Regions from separate parts of the Oryctolagus cuniculus genome. Here region 1 is linked to region 2. A link is a contact called in public Hi-C data. All regions are on one chromosome and are shown on one strand. Each heading gives the region's core, a stretch centred on a gene start, on an enhancer-like site or on the middle of the called end of the contact. The rest is flanking DNA. Distances are from core to core; before and after follow the strand shown.

What was found. A called contact is a pair of places that touch in the nucleus more often than the background predicts.
Region 1: a contact with region 2 is called in a Hi-C map of psoas muscle, with 16 times the contacts expected there. The contact joins two enhancer-like sites. A contact is called at or near these places in 3 of 6 Hi-C or Micro-C datasets (ear pinna, psoas muscle and an unstated tissue).

Annotation. Positions count from the first base shown.
Region 1 is chr10:76,164,857-76,169,321 of mOryCun1.1, forward strand. No RefSeq gene overlaps it. Among named protein-coding and RNA genes, the nearest start is that of PPP4R2, 81 kb to the right of the region's middle. Within about 2 kb of position 2,270, at least 1 of the 8 cell types and tissues checked has an H3K27ac peak or open chromatin away from gene starts, as enhancers often do.
Region 2 is chr10:75,767,787-75,772,377 of mOryCun1.1, forward strand. All of the region lies in intron 3 of PDZRN3 (PDZ domain containing ring finger 3), which reads left to right. Among named protein-coding and RNA genes, the nearest start is that of PDZRN3, 130 kb to the left of the region's middle. Within about 2 kb of position 2,150, at least 1 of the 8 cell types and tissues checked has an H3K27ac peak or open chromatin away from gene starts, as enhancers often do.

The sequences.
Region 1 (4,465 bases), core at 1,020-3,519, 400 kb after region 2:
ACACCAGCCCCGGGCCCGTCTTGCGTCTGACAGCAGTGCGTATGTCTGAGGAAGCCCATGGGTCCTTGAGGTCCAGCCAGCCCCCCACCTTCAACTCCCCAGCCTGCTTCCTCCTGTCTGCCTTGCCCACACTGCTCTGCCTCAGGGCCTTTGCACAGACCACACCATCTGCCCAGAGTGCTCTTCCTCTCGTCTTTTGTGGATGGAAACTCCTCATTCTCAGGTCTCGTTCAACTGCACGGCGTCCCTGGTACCCTCACCAGACACCCCTTGTAAAGATTTCGTCTTCCCTGGATGCCTGCCCCCAGGCTGTCCGTCAAAACTCCTGGATCGTGTGTTTTGCACAGCCCTCACTTGCGCCTTGGTTTGTATTCGGTTTCCCGGTGAGGTCTCTGAGGACAGGGATGTCATCTTCCTCGTTCTGAATCATAACCCCGTCACCTGGAACCCTGGGCACACAGCCCCTGTCCAGTAAGGGAAGCAATGGAGTCCCACAGACCCGGCTCCAAAATGCCCACCCTGCAACCACAGCTCTTCTAAACCAGTGCCTGGTTTTTTTGTCCTTAAAGATTTATTTATTTATTTAGGGGCCGGCGCTGTGGTGTAGCAGGTAAAGCCGCTGTCTGCAATTCCAGCATCCCATATGAGCACTGGTTCGAGTCCCAGCTGCTCCACTTGCAATCCAGCTCTCTGCTATGGCCTGGGAAAGCAGTGGAGGATGGCCCAAGTCCTTGGGCCCCTGCACTCACGTGGGAGAACTGGAAGAAGCTCCTGGCTCCTGGCTTCAGATTGGAGCAGCTCCGGCCATTGCCGCCAATTGGGGAGTGAGCCAGCAGATGGAAGACCTCTCTCTGTCTGCCTCTATGTGTAACTCTTTCAAATAAATAAATCTTTTTAAAAAATGTTTATTTATTTATTTGAAAGGCAGAAATAGAGAGAGAGCGAGAGAGAGAGAGATCTTCCATCCACTGGTTCTCCCCCAAAATGGCCACACAACAGCCAGGGCTGGACCAGGCAGAAACCAGGATCCAGGAGCTTCCTTTGGGTCTCCCACGTGGGTGCAGGGGCCCAAGCACTTGGGCCATCCTCCACTGCTTTCCCAGGCCATAGCAGAGAACTGGATTGGAAATGGAGCAGCCGGGACTAGAACCGGCTCCCATATGGGATGCCGGCGCTTCAGGCCACAGCACCGGCCCCAATTTCTTTGTTTTTCGAATGAGCCTGGGGGCAGGTTTGCTGCACAGCCGGTACAGACACTAGTTAGTTGCCTGCATCCCATCTCAGAGTGCCTGGTTCCAGTCTCCCTCCCTCGGTGGCCAGCCAGCTCCCCGTGGGAGAGCAACCCTGCCAGCCAGCACACCCCAGGAGGCAGCAGCAAGGACTTGGGCCCCTGCCACCCACATGGGACACCTGGGCGGAGTGTGCCCGGCTCTTGGCTTGGGCCTGGCCCAGCCCTGACTGTTGCAGGCATTTGGGCAGTGAACCAGCAAATGAGAGATCTTGGTCTCTCTGTCTGTCTCACTGCCTTGCAAATAAAATGAAAATAAAGAAAAGTTTTTAAAAACAGTGAGTCTGATAAAGCGCCCACGAGGCCGGAAGCTGGCGCTCAGGGCCAGCCTCGTCAGACACCGCTGCCTCCTTTGGCTCTTCGTGGAAGCTCTCAGAGCCACAATTCTACCCAGAACAGGCCCGCTCAGGTCTCCTTGGGCCATTGAATATATGATCAGACCAAAATGTGATCGTCGCTTCTTGGCAGCCCTTCTCGGAGTTCTGCTTCTAACTGGTAGCGGGGCCTCCGAGGCAAGCCCTGGCTCACTCATGCAGGCGGGAGGGCAGCCTCCATCCACGGCCACTTAGGGCTCTGCCAAGGTGACAGCAAACCCGGCCCACGGACGGACCAAGGGATTCATCACGCACAGAACTTAGTGTCTGCGTTACTGGACGTGCCTCCACTTGAATCCCCAAATTCCCAGCAAGACCCCTCTCGCCGCGTCGGGGCACAGTGCACAGTTCTGCCCTCACAGGGGCTGGCAGCAACAGACCAGACCATCCCCGCCGGTCCGCGAGGTCCAGGCACTCAGCCAAGCAGCGTGCTCCCCCTGGCGGGCGTCACGTAAACTGCAGCACCCCAGCTTCCTCTCCACCCACCTGCTCCCAGCCTGCTCCCGGGGAGAGGGGAGGGACCAGAAGAACGGGGCCTTGGGGACCACACCTTGGAGCCTTTGCTGTGGATTTCAAAGCAAACGTGCTGTGCCCTGAGGGCAGGGAAGGCGCGGAGGGGGCGTGTTCGGGTTGTTTATGTGGCTGGGTCTGAGCTGCCCAGGGCTGCTCCAGGCAGAGGTGATGGCGCCGGAAATTCACGGGGCTGGGAATGAAAGGAAGGCGAGACTCCAGGCAGAAGGGTGGAGCTGCAGATTTTTTTTTTAATCTAAATCTACAGATTTTTTAAAATGTATTTATTTGAAACAGTTACAGAGAGGAAGAGAGACAGAAAGAGAGATCTTCCATCCACCAGGTCACTCCCCAAATGGCTACAACGGCCAAAGCCAAGAGCCCGGAGCTTCTTCCCAGTCTCCCATGTGGGTGCAGAGGCCCAAGCACCACTTCTGCTGCTTTCCCAGACACATTAGCAAGGAGCTGGATCAGAAGTGGAGCAGCCGGGACTTGAACTGGTGCCCATAGGGGATGCCAGCATCTCAGGCAAGGGTTAACCTGATACACCACAACATCGGCCCCCAAATCGATACTGAGGCCAGTGTTTGGCACAGAAGTCAAGTTGCTGCGTAGAATGCCACATCCTATGTCAGAGGACCTGGTTCGCGTCCCGGTGTCCTGGCTCCTCCACTCCCCAGGCAGCTCCCTCACAGCACAGCCCCAGCTGCCTGCCTCCCTACCAGTAACTGCCATCTGACTCGCTAGGTATTTACTAAATTCTTGGGAGCTTGACTGCCTGTCTCCTGGGTGCCTCCAGCAGTGCCTGGACCAGAGCAAGCTGAATGCGCATTTGATGAGTGATGGGTATCAACTGTGGTATCAGTGACTTCAGATGCATTGCTGCTTGCCCGTAGCTTGGTAGCACTCCAGTTTCGTAGCTGTCTCCTGGGTACGGACGCGCACGCATCTTCTCTGATTGTTGAGTACAGAGTCCCATGAATGCCACTGAGGTCAACCCCCAGCAGCAGAGGAGGCTGCTGGAACCTTCTGTGTTCCAGCCCCCCGTCCGTCTGTGTCAAAGACTCCCACTGCGGACGTGACAGTTAAGCACATGATGTTCGTTACCCTATTTCATTCTCATAGCCGTTACCACTTGCATTCCAGTTCCTGTAAACTGCCCCTGAACTTAGCGCCAAAAAGCAGCCAACCTCTTGGCCCCACAGATCCTGTGAGTCATGAATTCCTGTCTGTCAGAGTGGTGTCAGCTGTCTCTGTCCCACGAGATCAGGGGACACCTGTTATATATTAATGTTAGCCGTCGCAAAACACACCGAACACCGGAGTAAGGGAAAGGGTTTATTGGGGAACACCCAACAAACCAGAGTGAAGGGGCGGCAAAGGAAAAAGAGAGAAAGAGTGTATAAGAGAGAGAGAGACAGAGGAGAGGAGATAGAGTAGAGAGACAAGCCAAGAGAGAGGAGAGAGCGCAGGAGAGAAGAGCCAAGAGAACAGGAGGGAGGAGCCAAGAGAGCACGTGTTCAGGAACTGGTCCTTTTAAAAAAAAACTTTGCCTGAGGGCAGGCAGGGAAGCAGAAGCAGTGAATCCCATTAGGATGGGGGTGGAGCCTGGCTCAGGTAGCTGGGTCATGCGGCCACCGTGCGGCGCTAAAACTGCACCAGTTTCCTAACAACACCAGAAACTATGTGGAAAAATGAAATTAAAAGATAAGGAGATGATTTACGCCTGCAGTGCTGGCATCCCAAATGGGTGCCAGTTCAAGTCCCAGCTGCTCCATTTCTGATCATACTCTCTGCTATGGCCTGGGAAAGCAGTGGAAGATGGCCCAAGTGCTTGTGCCCCTGCATCCACGTGGGAGACCCAGAGGAAGCTCCTGGCTCCTGGCTTGAGATCAGTACAGCTCCAGCTGTTGTGGCCATTTAGGGAGTGAACCAGTGGATAGAAGACCTCTCTCTCTTTCTCTGCCTCTGCCTCTCTGTAACTCTGCCATTCAAATAAATAAATCTTTTTTTAAAAATGGGGCAAGAAATAACATACCACACTGAAAGCACACTGTAGAAGGAACAGGTAGCTGGGGCTGACTGCAATTCTTTCAGAGAATAAGGTCTATTTTCCTGGACTAACATGGTACAGAGAGGCTAAGCAAGTTTAAATGAGGCCAAATTGTTCTCTGAATAGCAGGAATCCTTACACAAGAACATACAGGACTGCGGGCTTGAGAGGATTTTTAATCTGAATGTTCTTTTTTCTTTTTTTAAAGATTTATTTATTTACTTGAGAGTCAGAGTTACA
Region 2 (4,591 bases), core at 900-3,399:
GAAAAGCCCAGGACCAGTGAAGCCCAGCTTCACTGGTGAATTCTACCAGACATTTAAAGAAGAACTAACTCCAATTCTTCTCAAGTTATTCAAAACAATTGAAAGAGAGGGAATCCTTCCACATTCTTTCTATGAATCCAGCATCACCTTAATTCCTAAACTTGGAAAAGATGCAACAGAGCAAGAGAATTACAGACCAATTTCTCTGATGAACACAGACTCAAAAATCCTCAACAAAATTCTAGCCAAGGAAATCTAACAACATATCAGGAAGATCATTCACCTGGACCAAGTGGGATTTATCCTTGGTATGCAGGGATGTTTCAACATCTGCAAATAAAAAAATGTGATACATCACATTAAGATATTGAAGAATAAAAAACCATATGGTTGTCTCAATAGATGCAGAGAAAACATTTGATATAAATACAACACCCTTTCACGATGAACACAATCAAGGCAATTTATGACAAACCCATGGCCAGTGTCCCTATTGAATGGGGAAAAGTTGGGAACATTCTCACTGAGATCCAGAACCAGACAAGGATGCCCACTCTAACTGTTGTTGTTCAATATAGTCCTGGAAATTTCAGCCAGAGCCTTTAGGCAAGAAAAAGAAATCAAAGGGATACAAATTGGGAAAGAGGAAGTCAAACTATCCCTATTTGCAGATGACATAATTATATATATAGGGGATCCAAAAGATTCCACAAGAGACTATTGGAACTCATAAAGAGTTTGGTAAAGAGCAGGATATAAAATCAATACACAAAAATCAACATCCTTTGTATACACAGACAATGCTATGGCTGAGAAAGAACTTCTAAGATCAATCCCATTCACAATAGCTTAAAAAAATGATATATCTTGGAATAAACTTAACCAAGGATATCAAAGATCTCTACAATGAGAATTATAAAACAATAAATAAATAAACAGAAGATACCAACAAATGGAAAAATCATCCGTGTTCATTTTTGGATTACAGATTCAATGTAATACCAATAAAAATACCAAAGACATTTTCTCAGATCTAGAAAAAATGATGTTGAAATTCATATAGAAACACAGGAGACCTCAAATAGCTAAAGCAATCTTATACAACAAAAACAAAGAGTCATCACAATACCATATTTCAAGACATTCTACTTTTCTCTGAAGGGAGGAGAGACCTTCCACTTTGCTTATGGCCTTGTCTAAATATGGACAGAGATTATGAATTCAAAAGGCTTCCACAGCTTTGGCAGCTCATGTCAAGAGCCTCGGGTAGTCACTGCTGTCACATATAAGAATGTTGATTGTTGAATTAACAACAGAAGTCACTGTGCACTTACTTCCCATGCAGGACTTCTGTCCTCAATGAGTTGTATTATGAGAATTAACTGTAAAACAGTTGTGTGTGTGTGTGTGTGTGTGTGCAAATTGTTGAAATCTTTATTTAGTATAGAGCTGGTCTTTTGTATATAAAGTTAATTGAAAATGAATCTTAATGGAGAATGGGAGTGGGACTGGGAGAGGGAGGAGGAGATGGGGTGGGAGTCGGGGTGGGAGGGTGGGTATGGTAGGAAGAATCACTATATTCCTAAAGTTATACTTATGAAACTTGTACTTGTTCAATAAAAGGTTTCTTTGGGGAAAAAAAACTACATATAGACTTACACAGTTTGAAAATATATTCCCTTCTGATACTCAATAAGCTTCTGATCATGGAAATAACATTTATTTAATACAGGTATTTAACAACATTTATATTCAATAATAATGAATACTATGTTTCCTAGCATTTTTCACAAGATAGGCTGCTTGAAAATCCTGGTTTTCTGACTTGTGAAATACAGTATCTTTTTTTTCCTAATTTGGTTGACTGGTATTCTGTGATTTCTGTCTGGGAGTTTATTCTTGGCATCATTATTTCTACCAAGTATATTGTAGTCCGGTTCCATTGCTACCGCAGCAAACTTAGCATCGTGAAGAAAGTTGCATGAGCTAAATGCTGCGCCTTGAATTCTGAATCCCAGCCTGAGACTCCAAGGGACTCAGGTTGTTGGAGGGGTTGTGTCAGGGGTGCTTCCCATCTAAAGTGCCCAAAGGATTGTGTGAGGAAACCGCTTACATAAAGCGGCACCTGTGTACAGGAGGACAGCTGAGCTCTTAATTGCAAAAACAAAACCTCTGCCTTCAGCGCCGTAACCTCATACTCTTACATTCCCGAAGCGCCTCCCCGGAGTGCCAGGCTATCCTAGAATAGGAATGGGATTTGGCTTTAAATCAAAAACGTGATAGAATATCATTTCCAAAGAGCCGGGAGCACTTGTTGGAGTTGCTGCAAGAAGTAGCCTTTTCAAATCACAAGCACATTCCTAGAAGGACATGCTTGCTTTGCTTCTTTCCATTCTTAATTTTGAGAGAATTTCCCAGGAAGCCCTTTTGTGCATTTGCCCATGTGTCCATCAATCACATTGCTAACTAATATCATGAAAAATTGAATTTTACACTCGCTCTTAAATGATTTGAAAACAGCTCCGTTTGTATGCATCTGCATTGGCCCAGTGACTCCTGGGGGTGTAAGGCCTTTGTCAGACGAAGCGGTATACTGCGGAGTGGGAAGAGTGGTTTGTAGCTCCTGGTGAGTTGTTGAGTCAGACCATTACTTCATTTCTTGAAAATGCAGCACGCAGAAGATGGAGTCATTACAAAGTGCGTCAGCCCTGCAGTCATCAGCCGATTCTGACTTGGCAGGAGTAGTGCAGTTCACCAAGGCTGATTCGAGACAGGCTGGCCAGATGCATGGCAGGCCCGGGTTGAGTCCACCGGTGTGGCTGAGATGTTGACTCCAGAAAAATAACATTCGCTGTTTAGAACCAGAGAGGTTGTCATGGAGATGACAATCTTCCTGGTACCATAAAAACCCACTTGTCATCTGACGGAGCCCCGTATTTGCACAGGTGGTTCCCATGGCTGCGGGGGACAGAGTCCAAACAAATTTCTTCTTCCTGAATGGCACCTTTATGTGTCCCAAAGAATATGTTTCCTTTCTTTAACCCTTCGATTCATGACCATTCTCAGTGAGTTCATTCACATGTAAATCTTGTGCGAGATCATTGGTTGCACCCACTTGCTAACTACCGCTGTGTGTTAATGAACATGGACAGCAGAGTGCGTTGGGGCATCATCTGGGGAGGAGAAGAAGGGACCCAGGAAAGAAGACATACACAAGGCCAAGAGTGTAACGTGGCTGTCCACTGACAGAGGAAGACAGGACGGATTACCGGATATAGGGCACACGCTGTGCAACTCTGCAGTTTTAAGGAGCTGCCGTCACACCTGCGCACCACGGAAAAGACGCACACAGCCGGGATTTCTGTTTCGCTGAATTGTCTCTCAGATGCAAAAGCCGTCGACCAACATAGTAGCACAAAAACACATCTGTCCAGGCCTTCGCTCTCCTGCCCATGTGTCAGAGAGCAGAACTTGATATATGTATCAGTTTGGTGTAAAAGCTTTAATGGGTAGGGTTTTTATTTCGGTCTGCGATGCCTTTTCTGCCCCAACGAAGTTCAAAGCTTACCAAGTTTCTCGAGACACACTCCCGGTTGCACTGGGAGAGCTGAATTCAGACACAATAAATGCTGTGTTATATTTTTGGAAATGTTCTTGTGTTCTGTCATTTAAGACTCTGCAGAGTGCATGGGGAAAAGCGTTAGATGATGGCGTCTATAATCAGAAACTACCAAACTAAGCAGAAGAGGGATTTTTCATGGTTCATTGGATAAAGCTGAGTAGACAGCAGTGGGAGTAATATTTTGAATAAAGCGTTGTGGATAATGAATTGATTTAAAATGAGGAGATTGCTTTTTTGAAAACTGGTATTTAAAGAATGAAATCATACTTCCTTGAGGTTTAAAAACCAAGAATTGCTCATGTGTAATGTCAGACTTGGGCTATGCATTCCTGTCACTTTTAAATGGAGCTCACATCAGATTTACAACCTCGGTAGAATCTTCAAAGAAATAAAGGATCACTTACACATTTGCTTCTATATAGAGGTGTGCAACCTAATAGGAAAAAAAAATTGGAGGAACCAGTAAAACATGTCTAAGATTTTGCTTGTAAAGGAAACCAAAGTATCTAAAACCCATTTAGTTTCCATAAAAAAGAATGAATTACCAAAGTTCTTCTTAATGGTATTTTGCCTTTATCATAAAATTTTCAAGTTTTAAACTTGAGATCAAGAAATCACTGAGTTACATTCACTTCATTTAAAACAAATAAACTCCTGGACGTGTTAGTGTAACATTCTCTGACCAGTGGTATTCATGTGTGATGTGGAACCGCAACTGTGGTTTTTTTTGCAGCTGTCTCTTTTGGGCATGGCAGTAATCTCGTTTTTCTCATATCTGTAAACAGGATCAAAATCACCATTCTGTAGAAAGCGGTTGTGTGTGAAACATTGGCATGGCTGGGCCAGAAGGTGGCGCTCTGATACCACATGACTGGATAGGATAGTTCTTTTCTCCCGAAGAGATCTGGGCTATGGTTTGGTTGTATTGTTGCCCACTCGAAGCTTTTCTGTGACACACCACTCAGCTGA